Linked DNA regions of Gasterosteus aculeatus: region 1 is linked to region 2. Evidence: chromatin contacts called from public Hi-C data. All regions are on one chromosome and are shown on one strand. Each heading gives the region's core, a stretch centred on a gene start, on an enhancer-like site or on the middle of the called end of the contact. The rest is flanking DNA. Distances are from core to core; before and after follow the strand shown.

The links. A called contact is a pair of places that touch in the nucleus more often than the background predicts.
Region 1: a Hi-C map of skeletal muscle shows a contact between it and region 2, with 6 times the contacts expected there. The contact joins two enhancer-like sites. A contact is called at or near these places in 4 of 6 Hi-C or Micro-C datasets (liver, skeletal muscle, tail fin and 1 more).

The regions. Positions count from the first base shown.
Region 1 is chr20:1,516,677-1,522,668 of fGasAcu3.hap1.1, reverse strand. No RefSeq gene overlaps it. Among protein-coding and RNA genes, the nearest start is that of s100a1, 11 kb to the left of the region's middle. Within about 2 kb of position 3,503, at least 3 of the 9 cell types and tissues checked have open chromatin away from gene starts, as enhancers often do.
Region 2 is chr20:1,419,528-1,425,535 of fGasAcu3.hap1.1, reverse strand. atg5 (ATG5 autophagy related 5 homolog (S. cerevisiae)) reads right to left here. Exons shown (of 7, transcript XM_040164624.2): 5 at 5,263-5,357; 6 at 1-103. Among protein-coding and RNA genes, the nearest start is that of atg5, 5.5 kb to the right of the region's middle. Within about 2 kb of position 3,310, at least 1 of the 9 cell types and tissues checked has open chromatin away from gene starts, as enhancers often do.

The DNA.
Region 1 (5,992 bases), core at 2,254-4,753, 97 kb before region 2:
TCCTCCTCCTCCTCCTCCTCCTCCTCCTCCTCCTCCTCCTTCTCCTCCTCCTCCTCTTCCTCCTCCTCCTCCTCCTCCTCCTCCTCCTCCCCCTCTTCCTCCTCATCCTCCTCCTCCTCCTCCTCCTCCCCCTCTTCCTCCTCCTCCTCCTCCTCCTCCTCCTTCTCCTCCTCCTCCTCTTCCTCCTCCTCCTCCTCCTCCTCCTCCTCCTCCTCCTTCTCCTCTTCCTCCTCCTCCTCCTCCTCCTCCTCCTCCCCCTTTTCCTCCTCATCCTCCTCCTCCTCCTCCTCCTCCCCCTCTTCCTCCTCCTCCTCCTCCTCCTCCCCCTCTTCCTCCTCCTCCCCCTCCTCATCCTCCTCTTCCTCCTCATCCTCCTCCTCCTAAAATGATCGAACTCCTTTTATTGACCAAACGATGAAACATACTTGTTTCTGAGGAAACGGGCTCTTTGGTCGGTGACCAATGGAGGCGTCGCGTCCAAACACACAGAAGCTCTTCTCATCAAAAGCACCCGGCGTCCCCACTGGGAATGAAGACGTTTGCGTCCTCACTGGGAATGAAGACGTTTGCGTCCTCACTGTGAATGAAGACGTTTGCGTCCTCACTGGGAATGAAGACGTTTGCGTCCTCACTGGGAATGAAGACGTTTGCGTCCTCCTGGGAATGAAGACGTTCTCGTCCTCACTGGGAATGAAGACGTTTGCGTCCTCACTGGGAATGAAGACGTTTGCGTCCTCCTGGGAATGAAGACGTTCTCGTCCTCACTGGGAATGAAGACGTTTGCACCTTTGTTTGCCCACAGGAGACGGCGGACTGGGAGCCTGTTTCCAGCGGCACCTCCCTGGTTCACACATTTCAGTGCATTCCTACTGGGAGCCGCCCAGTGCCGCCAGTCTGCTGCCGTCGGCCTCCGTCCACCCGACGCAGGCCGGTGAGCTGACAACCCGCAGCCATCGTTCCCAGCTCGGAAAGAGAGACGTGAGGACTTAAACACGAAACAAACACCTGATTGAGTGTTAGACGCTTCGGTTTGAGGCGATGAACCGATGCGGCGTCACATCTTCTGTCATCAGCGTGACCGGTCAGTGCTGAACTCCCTTTCAGGGCAACGTGAGGACACCACGGCCCCCGGGGACAAAGTGTGCGTCTGTGTGTGTGTGTGTGTGTGTGTGGTTGTTTAAAGACTGATGGTAGCTGTCAACCCTCTCCGGCCCTCACAACCCCTGCTCGAGTCCTGTGTCGGTTATAACACACACACACACTCTCTGTATATGTGGGTATCATCAGGAATGGAGGGCATCCTAATGAATGACCTCTGACCTCCAGAAAGGGGATCCGGGCAGGGGAAGTTGAGAGGAGAGGTGAAGAGGGGAGATGGGGGGGTAAAGGACGGGGACGCCCCGGCGCCACATTACGCCTCCTGTCAATCAAACAGACACCCAAAGGGCGAAGCATCGGCTCGTCCGCTGAAAGTGAGTACCAGCAACGGGTCCACCGCCACGCCACAGAAAGACACCGGTCAAAGGTCAAAGGTCAAGGTCCAGAGGTGCTAAGCGGCAAAAAACAAGAAATATTGTAAAATTCTGAAATACTGTCGTTTACATTTATAAATCTACAGGGAGTGGATGAAAGGAAAGCTAACGGCTAACGGCTAACGGAATAAGTACACGCTGCTGAGGACGTGGTGAGTTTAATTTGTGTTTTTTTACAAGAAAGAAGACAATGTGTTGGCTCATGCTTTCCTCGTGTAGCATAAATTGATTATGACTACAGTCATTGCCAATAAATGATCCTTAAGTCCTTGAAAAGCAGAATGCAAACAGCGAAACACACTTTCAAATGAATATTGATGACGGGGTTGGTCTTACATGTTATTATGTTTTAGCGTAACGCATTGTGAAAACAGTATGAACGGTGATAGAAGTCAGAAGAAGGTTAATTTTAGAAATGAATTTGTACAAAATGTAATCAAAGGGTGTATTCTTGAAAAACTGTACAACTCGTTTCTTTGTTCCGAGAGGAAGCAGCAAGTACAGAATAGTCATGTATTCAAGAACATGCATCCACAACAGTTGGTATTTTCAACTGTGAAAATGTGCCAAATCCAATTAGGAATTTAAATGTTAAGCTTTAGTGAGAGAATAAGAGTTACTGGTGGAACACACACACACACACACACACACACATAGGAAACCTCAGAATCTGTCCTGTACGGCTGCATGTCCAGGTCCTCTGTGATTGGCTGAGGCCAACTCAGAGCCCCTCCCCCCGTCTTGACCCCCCGGGGTCGGGTTTTTTAATGCAGCTTCAGTGGGGTCAAGGCTGGGTCGCTGCACCACCCTAATGACTTCCTCCTAACAAAGACGTGATGTATGAGTGCTGTGATTGGCCCCTGAGATGACCAGCAGGTAACCCCGACACCAGGAGGGGGGGGGGGGGGGCTTCATATGCTCACATCCAAAATAGAGAACTGTATATATTTTTATATTTATCAAATATTTCAACATAATGAATGTTTTATTAAGTTATTGAAATAAAACCAACCTCTGATGTCATATATATATATATATATATATATATATATATATATATATATATATATATATATCGTTTTGTTATGCTCATTGATTCCTTTGCACCTCCCATCCAAACAGACCAATCACTGCGCAAAGTCAAACCTGGGATTCTTCATCCAATCAGACGCTGTGTTGCTGATTTTGGAGCAGCTCTGATCTCAAATGTATTGCGCAACATGATATTAGGAAATGACCTTATACGGTCATAATGTATAATAATGTCGTGTGGTCGGACGAATTGATTCTCAGAAATCGTGTGTGATTCAGACAACATCAAAAGCAGACGTTGTGGTCTGAAAGTCTCCTATTTATTAGCTGCACTATAAAAAAAACCCAAAGGCCTTTCAGGTCGGGACTAGATTAGATTAGTGCTCTGTGTAAATCTGCAGACTCAAACATGGCCGGGAAACGCGTGAGCCGCCGCCGCTAACGAGCCTCAGACATCCAGCCTGCACAGAGCAAAGAATGCATCATTAGCAGAAAAACGCTCAACTTTAAGTCGCCGACCTCGCAGGCACAAAGCGGAGAAAGTGTAACATCCTTCGTCTGGTTCGACGGGACGGCGTGGAGGCGACTGAGCAAGCGGGGGGTGGGGGGGGTTCGCTTGATGTCACCGATTGCTTACGACTTGGCGTGGAAGAGCTGGACGGGAAAAACAGGATGAGACAAAGAGGGAGGATGTTAATTAAAAGGTAGACGAGGGTTCAGGGCGACAGGAGCAGCATCCACGGAACATCCAGCACACAGCAACCACCGCTGGATGATAATTCAGAGCAGCCCACAGCTCCCGGCTGCTTCCTCTGACTGTGGCTCCGGGAGAGGATGTGTGTGTGTGCGTGTGCGTGCATGTGTGTGTGTGTGTGTGTGTGTCAGCAGAGGAGGCGGGCTGTGAGCGGGATACTTGGAAACTCTGATTCATTCAGATGTTGAGTTAAACTGTAGTAGTTACCCTGGACCGGTTTTACTGGAAGGATTACACGGCACCATAAATCCAGACATCCCCCCCTTCCCCCCCCTCCCACATCTCCCAGCACTCAACCCAGTGTTCCTTGTCCTCGTCTGGCAACATGCACAAACAAAGGTTATTCGACCCCGGTTGTTGCTTAAGACACAATACGTTTGAAAAAGGCTGCAGGAAGCTGCAGATTTCGATCTTTAAAAACTGATTTCTCTTGTTTTTAGGTTCGACTCGTGTTTCACTCCCACCTCGGCGCTCTGTCGATGAGCGTATGAGCGGTTTAATGCGTACGAAAGCGTGGGTGGGGGGGGGGGCGTGGAAGGGTCAGGCAAACAGAGCCCCCCCCCCCCCCCCCCCAAGGCAGTGTGAAGTCTTTCCACCTCACTTCCAAACACCTGCGCAGGTAGCAGCACCTGGGCGACGGGCTGAGGGAGACCCCTCTGCGTCACTCCGCATGCTTCTGACCTCCAGGGGTCAAGTGGGAATGAAGGCGGGCCTCGGTAGCAACGCGGCGCTGCCGATACCAACTCGTCCAGCCCGACGTTTTGGAGTCGTGCTCCGTCGTGGAGTTCAGAGCAAACATTTGAAATTCTGCACCAACACACACACACACACACACACACACACACACCTCCAAGCATGAAGTCAAACGCTGAGACTGTAAAGTCAGACACAAATTCTGTGAAACAAATTGATTCGACATTTCTGACTCAATTCCACAGAGCCGAGTTGCACTTTCCCTCAAACAGATGCTTCATTCTCACCCCTCCCTCCCCCCCTCACTCACTCACTCACTCACTCACTCACTCACTCACTCCACAAACCAAGGAGGCAACGCAAAGGTCAACACGACCTTCTCCTGCCAGCTGGGACGGATCTTTAACTCGGGGACGCGGAGGTTTCCTACTGAACCCTGGAGCAGAAGAAGACTGTGGCCCCTCACAGAGTCGCCGTTTAGGAGCCTCTGGAGTGAATCAGGCTGCACAAAGGAACCGAAACGGATCCTCTGTGAGGGAAGTGGTAACATCTGCATGGTTTTCCTCATGTGCCTCTTAATTCTCCAATGTTCCCTTGTTTGACACGTCGCGACCATCAGACCTTTTGACGGCTGATCTTTTGGGGAGAGGAGAACGAGCACAGCGACAAATGACGTCATGAAGGATGATGTCACACTGAGTGTCACACCGAGTGTCACACTGAGTGTCACACCGAGTGTCACACCGAGTGTCACACTGAGTATCCAGGTATTGAACGTTCACCTGGACGTCCGACTGGGAAACGAGCATCAATAATGTTTATTATCTGCAGCTGCAGTATCCGCATAAACACTAGGTGGCGACACACACTGCACACATTCTCTCTGTCACCAGCACACAGACACACACACAGACACAGACACACAGACACACACACACAGACACACACAGCAGCAGTTACCAAGACGACTTGTTCGTCCTCGTCTGCCGTTTCCTCTAAAGTTCCTTCTTCCTTCGTCAGATTTTCACTCAAACCGTCTCAGCATTTTGCTTTTGTTATTTTTATTCTGTTTTGTTCGATTTTCCTCTTTCAGGTACCGGTCGACAGCTGTTGTCCGTTCATTAAGAGTGATTCCATTTTTTATTAAGAATATGGAATATGTGATGCTATGCAGTAATAGTATGTAGATAAAAGGTTTAACAATGACCCGCGATGCCGACAGTAATTCATCCTGAATGTTAAACGTACGGCATTTACTCTGTAATTGTTTTCATCTGTCACATTTCAATTATCTTAAGTGTTTTGAACCAATAAAAAAACCCCAAAACAAGTCCAGTTTCAAAGAAGAGATAAAGAAGGACGAAGAAAAAATAAGAGATTACAAGCAGATTGGGGAGGAAGAGAAGATGGAAAAAATTAACAAGGGTATAAAAGTTAGAAAAGAGATGGAGGGGAAGAGAAAGGGGAGAAGACTTGGGGAGAGAGGGAGGAAGGGAGGAGGAGAGAAAGAGGAAGAGGGAGAGAGATGAAAAAGGAGAGGGGGAAGAGAAAAGGGAGGAAGAGCGGGGGGAGCGGCATCTGTTTCCTGTCTGGAGTCCAGCTGGAGGAGGAACAAACGACAAAAGATGACGAAGAGGAGGACGAAGAGCAAGAGGAGGAGGAGGAGGAGGAGGAGGAAGTACCGGCCGGCCTGAGAACCTGTCTCACACACATACACACACACACACAGTTCCTCAGGGAAATAAAGAAGTCTACTTCCTCTTTTCTGTCAGTGTGTGTGTGTGTGTGTGTGTGTGTGTGTGTGTGTGTGTGTGTGTGTGTGTGTGTGTGTGCCATCATGACACAGAGCGCTGCTGACTCCGTATGAGATGTTTGTGCGTCCATGCTGCTCCGACTGTAGAGACGTTTACTGAGAGCCGGCTGGAAGCGGACGCTCTGTGTGTGTGTGTGTGTGTGTGTGTGTGTGTCTGCGTGTGTGTGT
Region 2 (6,008 bases), core at 2,061-4,560:
CCGTCGGGCACATCTCCTTTAGCAGGTCGCCGAGTGTGTGCGCGCTGCCTTCAGGGGAAGTGGGACGAAACAGCTTCTGGATGAACGGCCGGTCGCTCGTCGTCTGTGAGGAATTAGAATCAAGCAAACACATTAATTGTCTTTCTCTTTATTTTATGACGCGTTTGTGTGAATCCACCCACAGTCTTCTGCGGCTCGGTTCTAAGCCCGCCCACTTCTCAGCGGGCCAATCGAATGAAGAGGATTTCATTCGAGTGCCTCTTTTAACCTCCGAAGCGCGTCACAGTTCGGTCGCTTGATGGCGTTCGAGCGAACATTTGCATCCGTGTGTTAAAATAAAGGCCATGAAAACATTCATTTACTCATCAGGCATCAAACATCAACTCAATGAAGAGAAAACCATCCAATTCTCAACAATCTGGCGAGGAGAATCCACGCTGTGATGAGCGACGTTCAGATGATATACCGCAACGTCGATATGTTTCACTGATCACGATTGTCTGGAAGTCCTCAGACCCTCGCATCCCTTCACAATAAAAGCCCTGGACTTCATATTCTCTGTTTCATTTGTTCATCACAGCTTCCGTGCGTGAAGGCCTTCACACCCAGTTTAAAAGTAGACTCTAGACGATCGACAGTTACGGCTTTCTGTTCCCACTGGGTTCAAACATTACACAACGTCTTCCACACAAGTATATCTATCAACTGATATCAATGTATTCGTCCCGCTTTATGCACCCGACGGGGCGAGGTGCTGGCCGGTGATTTAGAGCAGTTAACCAAAGCGCCTTAATGTAGTAAATCGATGTGGCGGCGTGAAACGCCAGCTGATCTCACTAAATGGTTCCTTCTTTGAATGAAGAGGTGTTAATTAGTGGAACCGGTGGGAACCGAATCCTTAATTCTTCCTTAGTTGCAGACGCGATATGATCTTAAGATAAGGGGGGAGGGCAACGAATTAAGTTGATGTTCAACCAGGCGGCTTCCCCCCGTTCAGCAGACTGAAGCCAAAGCTTCCCGTGTTAAAGCTGCGTTCTCTGTAGTGACCAGCAGGGGGCGACTCCTCTGCTCCCATAGACGTCTATGAGGAAATGACTCTACTTCTCTGTAGTGACCAGCAGGGGGCGACTCCTCTGCTCCTGTAGACGTCTATGAGGAAATGACTGTACTTCACTGTAGTGACCAGCAGGGGGCGACTCCTCTGCTCCCATAGACGTCTATGAGGAAATGACTCTACTTCTCTGTAGTGACCAGCAGGGGGCGACTCCTCTGCTCCCATAGACGTCTATGAGGAAATGACTCTACTTCTCTGTAGTGACCAGCAGGGGGCGACTCCTCTGCTCCCATAGACGTCTATGAGGAAATGACTCTACTTCTCTGTAGTGACCAGCAGGGGGCGACTCCTCTGCTGCCATAGACGTCTATGAGGAAATGACTCTACTTCTCTGTAGTGACCAGCAGGGGGCGACTCCTCTGCTCCCATAGACGTCTATGAGGAAATGACTCTACTTCTCTGTAGTGACCAGCAGGGGGCGACTCCTCTGCTCCCATAGACGTCTATGAGGAAATGACTCTACTTCTCTGTAGTGACCAGCAGGGGGCGACTCCTCTGCTCCCATAGACGTCTATGAGGAAATGACTCTACTTCTCTGTAGTGACCAGCAGGGGGCGACTCCTCTGCTCCCATAGACGTCTATGAGGAAATGACTCTACTTCTCTGTAGTGACCAGCAGGGGGCGACTCCTCTGCTCCCATAGGCGTCTATGAGGAAATGACTCTACTTCTCTGTAGTGACCAGCAGGGGGCGACTCCTCTGCTCCCATAGACGTCTATGAGGAAATGACTCTACTTCTCTGTAGTGACCAGCACTAAACCAGTGCCTCATATGCTTATCCATATTGTTATCCATATTGGATAATCCTGACCACCCCCTCCACCACCTGCTGCAGGGACAGCGGAGCACGTTCTCCAACAGACTCCTTCAGCTCCGCTGTCACAAGGACCGATACAGGAGGTCATTCCTGCCCAGTGCAATAACACTCTACAATAAATCATCCCAGGCTAAATAATGACAATAACAACCCCGTACTGCTGTGATGTTGCCGCTCTTCCTCTTCTCCTTTTACAAATTATTATTATTGTCTCTTTTGTAAGGTTATTCTTTTGTTTCAGTTTATTTAATTTAATTTAATAATTTAATATTTCTCTTATTATATTGTATATAATGTGTATCTTTTTATTCTATTTTATTCCCTGTACATGCTGCTGTTTCCCTCTTGAGAGATCAATAAAGTATCTATAAAGTATCTATCTATCTATCTTAGAACCCATCGAAACGCAGTGATGCTCAATGAGCTCCTCCACGTGAGGAGAAGAACTTAATTATCCCCCTTATTTAATTATCCCACCTAGCAAACAGGTGGGAGAGTGGAGATAATATATATATATATATATATATATATATATATATATATATATATATATTTTTTTTTTTTTATTATGTGAAGCAGAAAAGGAGAAATTGGCTTTTTCTTTTTTCTGAATTGAAGCACTTTATTTGAACATGCAGAATTTTTCACATTTTAATCTTGCAGCCCTCCTTTTATTTAGTTAATTGAGAGGATTTGTTACGTGGAGTTTTAGAATCGTACTGAATTAATTTGATTTGTTAGTCGTGTATTGATTACATGCAAATGTTGATGCAATTCCTCTATTTAGTCACATTATGATCTTCTGGACCTTTGCTTCTAGAAATTTTCTCTAACTGGACCTCTTCACTTTTAAGACCCTGATTTAGAGTCAAACAGACCACACAACGGGGGACGCTTTAGGCCGGGGCTGCAGGCTGATTGACAGGTCTCTACCAACCCTCAGACCAACGAGTGGCGTAACTTAAAGTCAAAGTTAACCAGAGATCAAAAACAAAAGTGTATGAATCATTTTCTTTGAATCATTGATCAGGATTTTGTAAATCGCGAAACATTTGATTCCACGAAAGCCCAACGGAAGACGGCGTTGAATCATCACTTATTGGGGGGGGGGACACTTGACACCTCGGACCCGAAGGCGTCGGAGGGGAAGAGACGACACGCGAGGTGTCACGCGGAGGGCCGACACGCAATACGGCCCCTCATCGCCGAGCTGTGAAAAGGAAAACCGGCCGGGACGGGGATCCGGTACCCGAGCCTGAGGAGCGGTGCCAGCGGAGGCGTGAAGCCGCCTCTCGGGTTTCCCAGAAACAGTCAGCCGGGCCGTGAATAATTGAGCCGGTCGCCACACAAAGAAGGACAGGGACACTTTTCTTTTCAGCCGGGCGACACCTTAGCTGGCACGGCAGCACGGCAACACAAGAGCGGAGGTGTCAGTGTGTGAGGGGGGCTGACAGAAGACGTCGGGCCTAATTGACCACGAGGATTCAATCCGCCTAATTGAAGGTAGAAAGAACAGGGGAGGGGGGGGCAGAGAAAGTGTTTCCGCCCAATGGGAGCAGCCGCTTGTAGACTGAAATTCAAACCTCCCTCTGGCGTCCTTCCTGTTCCCAGAAGCTGAATTGAATTATTCACGCTGCGTGATGGAGTTTTTGTAAATCTACTAAAACGTCCGAGCTGTTGGTCTGTGCTCAGACCCACAAACTGGTGATAATCTCAGATAGTTCACGGAGAAAAACACTACTTACACCACTGTGGATTTTTAGATGTCTTTAGAATACATTTAGAACTCTTTGTCTGAAGGAAATAAAGCCGTCCATGAATGTGAACTATGAGCAGAAACCGTTTCCAGCATCCCCATGTTGTGTAATTGTTTGTGTACCCCCCCCCCTTCTCATGCCCCCATCTGAAGATATGTGAGCATTAAAGAACCTGCATTCCTCCGACCTCTCAGTCACCGAGAGGTGAACCGGCCTTTAAAGGAGGAAGGATGGAAGAGTAAGAACTCTAAAACTCTAAATAAATGCTTAAACGCGGCGGGGGGGGGGGACATAAGGCGGACACGGCGAGCGCGGCGTCCATGCCCACGAGGTGTCTTCGTCTCCATGACGACAGCAGGCCAGACGGAAATGAGCCCTCTGTTATTTGGACCGAGTGTTGTCATTAATTCTGTCTGCATCAAACACAGCACATGTTATTTACACTAAAGACCACAATCTGCCTTTGAAGGACCCGCAGTGTGTGTGTGTGTGTGTGTGTGTGTGTGTGTGTGTGTCTCTGTGTGTGTCATTTAGTGCCAAACAGCTTTTGTTCTTTTTTTCCACTCTTGTGTCTTTATATACACATTTGAGTTTTTCTCGTCACAGACTCTGTTTCTAGAAATATGTTCAGCTTTAAAAGTATCGTGTAGTTTTTCAGCAATATTAAAGTTTATAGAGACAAAGTCCTTTACACTTACTTACTTATACAACGTAATCCAACAGCTTGTAAGAAGAAGACCACAACATCTACAAAACAATCCAGACTTTTGACTTTTTGTTGATTGTAATTCAAACATTGAGGTCTTAACCGGCTTTGATGCTCCAATTATCAGCAAACCGAGTCGCCTCATAAATGATTGTGGAAACTTTAAATCCGGGCCGTGAAAGTAGAAGAAAAGCTGAGCGGTCTGAGCTTCGGCTGCAGCAAGTGCACGTCTGAGAGGGCGGGTTCGAGGTTTGTGGCCCTTTTTGTATTTGTTCTTTGTGATCTCCGTTGAGTGACAGCTGGACTCCCTGTTGCACAACAAAGGCCAAACGCAGCCACATGTGGAATGTGGAGTTTCATCGAAAAGCTTGATGCTGGATAATAAATCGGCACATATGATGTTTTCCTGTTTGGTTCCATCACACTCTACTTCCTGCTCCCTTTTCCCACACTAGTTCTTCCCCAAACGCGTCCTCACAGGCCTCCACGTTATGGAGTCCATCCACGGGACCCGGTGACGGGGAGGAGCCCTTTTCTCCTTTGGGTTTTGTTTGCTGAGATTTGGGATCTTTGCAAAAGACAAAATGTTTTCCAAATCTTCTCCCTGACTTTACTGGACCGGACTCCGTTAAACTGGACTGGACTTCACTGGACCCCCGCCCCTAAAACACTTGACTCAAACGCTGCTCTTTCCCCCGTCTGGCAGGTGAGAATCATCCGTCTCTTGTTCATCCTTCATCTCATCGTCTGTCTTGTTTTCGGACCAACAAAAGGGACTTTTAGTGGCGACTCGGAGCCGACTGCAGCCGCTGGCGTCTGATTGGAGGGTTCGGGCGACATCTAGTGGGCTCAGATGGATTATTGGTACCTGGTATATCCTGAAGGGGATGTATCTGAAGCCTCCGTCCTCGCTGCTGTATTCCATCAGCTTCCTGTTTATGGCCCAGAACTGGTCGAACTTGTCTGCAAACACACAACAACAACAACAACAAACATGTCAGCAGGCGCAGTGGATTTAATATTATCTTCAAAATGCTTCTCGGGAAGCATAAAGAAATGTTACTATTTCCAATCAATGTTCTTAATTGTTGGTTCTTTTGTTTTTAAGAGAAGCACTTTGAATTGTCGTGTTGTTGAAATGTGCCTTAACAATTAAAAGGAACAAGTTGGTTTACTGACTCCAATCAGTTTGTTTACGGATGTTTTGATGTTGTTTTGTTTTCTTGAGACTTTTATTCACTCTTTAGATTTTTCTTGGAGGTGGAGGTGATGTAAGAAGGTGTATTTAGACTATTCATTTTATTCATTATTCCTTGACTTGGTATTTCATTATTTAAGATATATATGATCGATATAGCGTGGAGCCACAAAAGTAAAGACTTTATCCCACAGAAAATTTATTTATAGTTATGATTCACTTAAATTTACATTAGGGCCAAATCTATGCACTCACATATGAAGGAGTGCTGTTGATATGATATTATAACACAAATAAATAATATAATATAAATAAGCTGCAGCGTTTCACTCCACTCACGGCGCTCCCGTTTCGCTTTAGAGTGTCTTTGAAAGCACCACGCAGGAACGACTTCATTACGAAGGTGTACCTGTGAG